2 separate regions of the Mus musculus genome follow, and region 2 is linked to region 1. A link is a contact called in public Hi-C data. All regions are on one chromosome and are shown on one strand. The core of a region is the stretch at or near the end of the contact, and the rest is flanking DNA. Distances in the headings are between cores, read along the strand shown. Region 1 holds the start of Thbd (thrombomodulin). Region 2 has its middle 47 kb from the start of Cd93.

Region 1 (3,345 bases), core at 317-2,816:
TTTTTTTTTTTTTTTTTTTTTTTTTGGTTTTTTTGAGACAGGGTTTCTCTGTATAGCCCTGGCTGTCCTGGAGCTCACTTTGTAGACCAGGCTGGCCTCGAACTCAGAAATCTGCCTGCCTCATTTCACCCTCTTGGCCACGCGTCCCTCTGTGAATGTTTTTCTCCACGTGAGGACACCGCAGCCTTCTGTTCTCATCTAAAGTCCGAGCTGTACTGAACCAGAGAAGCTATTCATTTGTAAGCCATGGGAACTTCGCGAGGCTTCCCACAGACGAATTTCCTAACCTTCAGCTTTGCTCCAGGCAGTCTGAGCTGCTCCGTAGCAGTTGTAGTAAGTAATGCTCTACTGTCCTTGGATTGGTCTAGAGTTCAACAGCACCGCCTCCTGGCAGTGGGGTGGAAGTGACTGCCACGGAGTGCAGGGTCCTCTTGGTGTGTGTGTGTGTGTGTGTGTGTGTGTGTGTGTGTGTGTGTGATGACGCGCACGCTTGGGGAATAGGCAGATGAGAGAGGTGGGGAGGAGGTGGCTAAGCTTTGATTTGAACACAGCCCTCCACATTCTTGGTGAGTGCTTAGCATCTAAAAGTCTTAAGTGACAGATTCCCTTCCTCCCCTCCCAGCTGCCCACAAGACACTCCTCTTCAATGCCCTTTGTGAGCAAACGGATTGTGTAGGCACCTCTATCTTTTGAGACTCTCAAATGACGATGGAAATGATCACGTCAAAAGGAACCAAGTAGGCTCTATTGTAGCTCATACAGTCTCCTTGCAAAGCCCCCTCCCCCCCTCCCCACCCCGGGGCCAGTTTCATTGAGGGGTCTGAGATAGGCTTGGAGGAAAACAAAACAAACCAGAACAAAGGAACGCAACACACCTTCCCCAGAGGATTCTGCAGGAATTGAACTGGGAAAGGGGGCCATGATCTCTGAGCCCAGACAAAACTTGCACGATGTTCTCAAGCAACTAGATAGGGTCTGGCCTTGGAGATGCCTGCTCAGAACAGGAGAGGAATGGAGACTGGAGAAGGGTTTGGGGTTATTAGACCACTCTCTCCTCTTGCTGCCCTAGTATTGTTTCCCCTGGCCTCCTCCAAGGTCATTTGGGACCTAAACCTCCGATTGTCAATGCAGCCAGGCTTCCTGAGTTCCTGCCTTGCATTTAGCTCACCTTTTTCAGAGTCTTGCAAGTCTCAGACACACCTCTACTGGACTTTTCTTTTCCCTGCCCCACCAACCGGACCATCTTCCAAACTTTGGTAGCATCTATGTGGAAGTGTGAGTGTGAGTGTGTGTGTGTTCGCGTCTGAGTGTGTGTACGTGTGTAGAGGTTTAAACACAGGCTACCCGCGGGCTATACCGGAGAGTCTGGGGCAGGAACTGTCGTCTTGCTGACACAGTTCTGTTCTGTGGTGGCGCCTGCAGGCCACGCCCGAGGGCCTCCCAACGCCCAGACAGACTTTTTAACTCATCGCGCAGAGGTGATCCCAGGCTGGAGGGCGGGCGCAAGGCGTCCGGAGAACCCAGTAATCCGAGAACGCAGCATCAGCCCTTCCCACCAGGCACTTCCTTCCTTTTCCCGAACGTGCAAAGAGGGAGGGCCGCGCATTTATAAACTGGAGCTTCAGCGGAGTGGCATGTTAGAGGCTGCCTCGCAGGGACTAGGAGCCTGGGCTAGAAACGTCTAGGTTGTGATAGAGGCTAGCTGCTGTCGCCGCAGGCATACGGAAACCCCTCTGCCTGGACTGGGTGTCTGCACCAGCGCAGGGCTAGCTTTTCTCGGAACTTGCACGGTGCACCCCTGGACAGCATGCTTGGGATTTTCTTTCTGGGTGTGCTGGCTCCAGCTAGCCTGGGGCTCTCCGCACTAGCCAAGCTGCAGCCCACAGGCAGTCAATGCGTGGAGCATGAGTGCTTCGCGCTTTTCCAGGGCCCCGCGACCTTCCTCGATGCCAGCCAGGCCTGCCAGCGCCTGCAAGGACATTTGATGACAGTGCGCTCCTCAGTGGCTGCCGATGTCATCTCCCTTCTGCTGAGCCAGAGCAGTATGGATTTAGGGCCCTGGATCGGTTTACAGCTCCCGCAGGGCTGTGACGACCCGGTGCATCTCGGGCCCCTGCGCGGCTTCCAGTGGGTTACTGGCGATAACCACACCAGTTACAGCAGGTGGGCGCGGCCCAACGACCAGACGGCTCCACTCTGCGGCCCTCTGTGCGTCACGGTCTCGACAGCAACTGAAGCTGCACCCGGCGAGCCGGCCTGGGAAGAGAAGCCATGCGAGACTGAGACCCAGGGTTTCCTCTGTGAGTTTTACTTCACAGCTTCCTGCAGGCCTCTGACGGTGAATACTCGCGATCCTGAGGCTGCCCACATCTCTAGTACCTACAACACCCCGTTCGGGGTCAGTGGTGCGGACTTTCAAACGCTGCCGGTAGGCAGTTCCGCCGCGGTGGAGCCCCTTGGCTTGGAGCTGGTGTGCAGGGCCCCGCCCGGAACTTCAGAGGGACACTGGGCTTGGGAAGCGACAGGAGCCTGGAATTGCAGCGTGGAGAATGGTGGCTGTGAGTACTTGTGCAATAGGAGCACGAATGAACCCAGATGCCTCTGCCCCAGAGACATGGACCTGCAGGCCGATGGACGTTCGTGTGCAAGACCTGTGGTTCAATCGTGCAACGAACTCTGCGAGCATTTTTGTGTCAGCAACGCTGAAGTGCCAGGCTCTTACTCCTGTATGTGTGAGACAGGCTACCAGTTGGCTGCAGACGGACACCGGTGTGAGGACGTGGATGACTGTAAGCAGGGGCCCAATCCATGTCCCCAGCTCTGTGTTAACACCAAGGGCGGCTTCGAATGCTTCTGCTATGATGGCTATGAGTTGGTGGATGGAGAGTGCGTGGAGCTTCTGGATCCGTGTTTCGGATCTAACTGCGAGTTTCAGTGCCAGCCAGTGAGCCCCACCGACTACCGATGCATCTGCGCTCCAGGCTTCGCACCCAAGCCGGATGAACCGCACAAGTGCGAAATGTTCTGCAATGAAACTTCGTGCCCAGCAGACTGTGACCCTAACTCTCCTACTGTTTGTGAATGCCCTGAAGGCTTCATCCTGGACGAGGGTTCCGTATGCACGGACATTGATGAGTGCAGTCAAGGCGAATGCTTCACCAGTGAATGTCGAAACTTCCCTGGCTCCTATGAGTGTATCTGCGGGCCTGACACAGCCCTTGCTGGTCAGATTAGCAAAGACTGTGACCCCATCCCTGTTAGGGAAGACACCAAGGAAGAGGAGGGCTCTGGGGAGCCTCCAGTCAGCCCTACGCCAGGCTCTCCGACAGGTCCCCCTTCTGCAAG
Region 2 (3,345 bases), core at 365-2,864, 83 kb before region 1:
TTAAACTGTGAACTATGACCTCTCTGTGTGCATGCCTCCTATATGGACCTGGTCCAGCGGGACAGCCAAAACAAACCTCTGTGGTTACTACAGAAGGCTCTAGAAGGCACAAGGAACATTGAGCAATCTTTCTAAATGTTGACACCAAATAGTGTGAGTGAATGTGGTGGTCATGAAAATCTTGTCAATAGTAAAAGGCTTCTGACCACAAAATGGCCAAGATTAAATCAAGATCAGATGGGCAATGGATCAAGGTATCTCTGGCAGCACTTACCCTCTGAACATCACAAGACTGTACTGCAGCCTCAGTCCTGAACAGTGGGAGTAGGCACTGCAGAAAATACCTTGCTCAGATTCAAGGCCGCTGTAGATTATGGTGGTTTTTTTTTTTTTGGTTTTTTTTTTTTTTTTTGGTTTTTTGCTGTTTATACAGGTTTCTGCTCTTATAGAAACAATGGCTTAATTACAAAAAAGAGGACTTAATATTTTACTGCCATCATTCCTCAGCATATGTCAAATTGATGTATCTTTTCATTGTATTAGTGTTAGATAGCTTATTTTAAAAATTGCTACTTGACCAGACAAAGTCCCCTAGCTCTGAGCATGGAGAGTAGACACAAAGTCTCATGAGATACTCAGGAGGCTACTTGCAACTCATACCTGCTGGTTCAGGGAAAATGAGTTTTCTTCAAAGGAGTGTCACTGGGTGTGTCTATCCAACTCTGGGCAGGCTCTATGGTATTTTTATTTTTATTTGTGTGTGTGTGTGAGAGAGAGAGAGAGAGAGAGAGAGAGAGAGAGAGAGAGAGAGAGAGAAGGAGAGAGAGGGGAGAGTTTTTGTTTTGGTGTTTATTTTTTGTTTTGTTGGATTTTGTTTTGGAGGTGAGGGGGTGGGGAAGGGAGAGACAGAGGATAAAGAGACAGGGAGAAACAGAGAGAAACATGAAGTTAGTAGATAAGAAGAAGGATAGGAAGGATCTTGGGAGAGTTGGGAAAGGGAAATGAGTATGATTAAAATATATTTCAGAAAAAAAAGGAAGTGAAAAATGCTATTTGAGCTGCTGACTTGCATTTTAATCTAAGTCCAATAATTTTTGTTTGTGACTGGGACAGAATCTCAGACAATTTCAGTACTACACTAACACACTTTAACCATTTCCTACTATGCATTTATAGGAAAAGGCAACCTCAGTGTAGATGATCTAAGAATCAAAATATCGATCAACTCAGAAAAAATTAGCCAGAAACAGAGAAAACGACCCCAAATGTAGGGGGAGCAGCGGAGCATGGGAGTGGACAAGAAGTGTCAGCCAAAATAATGCCAGGTTTGTGAGAAGAAAGGGGTATTTCTTACAGGGTATGTCCTTAATCTTTTACAAGCTTTGAAAGGGTCAAAGGCGGGCTGCTGGGAAGACTATATAGACACCCAGTAGTCAATCTTGGGTGTCTGCAGCTGACTTCTGACAGGTGATGGAGGTGGGATGTAGCCATCTGAGAATGGGCACAAAGATTTCTTGCCAGGCTGAATGGAGGGGTGGGAACACTTTAGTGGAAGGGAGAATGGACAGTGACGAGGTCAGTTTGGTCAAGCCACTTGAGGAAGTGTCTCTCTCTGAATGAAACTGTGCATAAGTTCCTACATGGAGGGGTAGCTGGAACAAACCTCTGCAGTTCCCATAGAAGACTCTGGAAGACCTAAGGGGCACTGACCAACCTTCTTAAACTTTGGAATCCAGGGAGCAGATACTGAGGGAGCTAGTGGAGGTCACAAAGGCAGGGGAGCAGGGCCAGCCTGGGACTGTGGTAACTCTGGCCAAGCAGGAGACAGAAAGCAACAGAATCAGGCTCAGGATCTGAGAATGAATGGCTTGATCCTTGGCACTGGGTGAGCCAGTCTCTCTCCTGATGGCGACAGTTTGCATAAACTCTCTTTGATCAGTGGACGATCTCTGACTCTGCTGCTCCTTGACATGGTGAGACTCATTGTTCTAGGCACAGGAAGGAAGAAATGTTATTGTGCCGAGGGGTCCACTGCCCACGGTCTCCTGGTTTATTTATCTGCCCACCCTGCTCCCTCCTCCTGTCTCTCAACAGTTCTTCTGGAGATGGGTGTGGCTGGCCAGCTCCCTTCCTGCTTCTAATCTTATCCTTTTTCCTACCATGAGTGAATTTACCCCTACGTATGTGTGGAGAGAGGTGAAGACAAGAAAGTAGAGCCACGCCAGTCTCACTCCTCAGGGACCCTGTTGCTTGCAGCAGTGTTCCGAATTAAGTGGACATACAAGTCTTTGTGAATCGAGTACAGTAATCGGTGTGTAAGGTACTACTGTGCCCGTACACAGTGACTGTCCATTACCTGGCAGGACTGTGGAGACTCCAGGGACAAAGCCTCTCCAATCATCTCCTGTCCTCTCCCTTCATATAAGTGACTAGCTCAGACCAAGATTTTTTTTTTTTTTTTTTGGTTTTTCGAGACAGGGTTTCTCTGTATAGCACTGGCTGTCCTGGAACTCACTTTGTAGACCAGGCTGGCCTCGAACTCAGAAATCCGCCTGCCTCTGCCTCCCGAGTGCTGGGATTAAAGGCGTGTGCCACCACGCCCAGCTTCAGACCAAGATTCTTATGTTTACTCTGTAAAGGTGTTCTAAGGTCCCCTTGGCCATGCCTTATTTAAACATGAGCCTGAGGCTTTAGAAGGTGACCTGACACATCAGGGTCACCTAATGTATTTTGTATTTTGAAGGGTCTTTTATTCTACTCTCAATCCTGCATGGTCTTCCTGCCCTCTACTTGACATACATCTACAGCCCAGCCCTGCTCTCCTGAGAAGACAGATTCAAGGGTTGTCTTTCCTTCTGCTTACACCCAGATCCAGTTCAGAACCCTTCCATATAGTTCATCAGCTAACCCATATAGATTGACTCTCTGTTGCCCTGACACTTACCCAATGGCTTACGGGGCTCAGTGATCCACACATGTTGGAACCACTGCTCCATTTAAGAAGCTAGGGGTAAAGCCCATTGGGTCTGTGTCAGGTCAGCTTTTCTGAGACTCAGTTTCCTCATGGGATCAGCCATCATTATGGGGCACAATGGTATGATGGCTAATCTTTATTATAAACTTGATTGCATTTGGAATTGTCTAGGGGACATGTCCCTGGGCATGTCTCTGAGTGAGTTTGTAGAGAGATTTAAATGAAGGATGAAGAATTGCCCTGAGTAGCACTATCCCATGGGCTGAGGTTCAAAATGAATAAAAAGAGGAAGAAAAGACAGTTGAGTGCCCACTTCCTGATGGCTGATATAACGTGAGCAGTTGCTTCACACTCTTGCTCCCGTGACTTCC

The links. Hi-C and Micro-C count contacts between places; a contact is called where the count stands out from the background.
Region 2: a contact with region 1 is called in a Hi-C map of bone marrow-derived macrophages, with 53 read pairs. The contact joins the enhancer-like site here to the promoter of Thbd in region 1. A contact is called at or near these places in 7 of 39 promoter capture datasets (the C10 cell line, the HPC-7 cell line, macrophages and 3 more), 7 of 484 Hi-C or Micro-C datasets (bone marrow-derived macrophages, nephron progenitors, peritoneal macrophages and 1 more), 7 of 115 datasets of contacts at active chromatin or transcription factors (the HPC-7 cell line, bone marrow-derived macrophages, embryonic stem cells and 4 more) and 3 of 9 other capture datasets (adipose tissue, embryonic stem cells and liver).

Annotation. Positions count from the first base shown.
Region 1 is chr2:148,406,409-148,409,753 of GRCm38.p6, reverse strand. Thbd (thrombomodulin) reads left to right here and starts at 1,566. Exons shown (of 1, transcript NM_009378.3): 1 at 1,566-3,345. The coding sequence starts at 1,808.
Region 2 is chr2:148,489,045-148,492,389 of GRCm38.p6, reverse strand. No RefSeq gene overlaps it. Among named protein-coding and RNA genes, the nearest start is that of Cd93, 47 kb to the right of the region's middle. Within about 2 kb of position 1,614, at least 49 of the 459 cell types and tissues checked have an H3K27ac peak or open chromatin away from gene starts, as enhancers often do. A contact at or near this core is called in the HPC-7 cell line, bone marrow-derived macrophages, macrophages and 2 more, where this site is marked.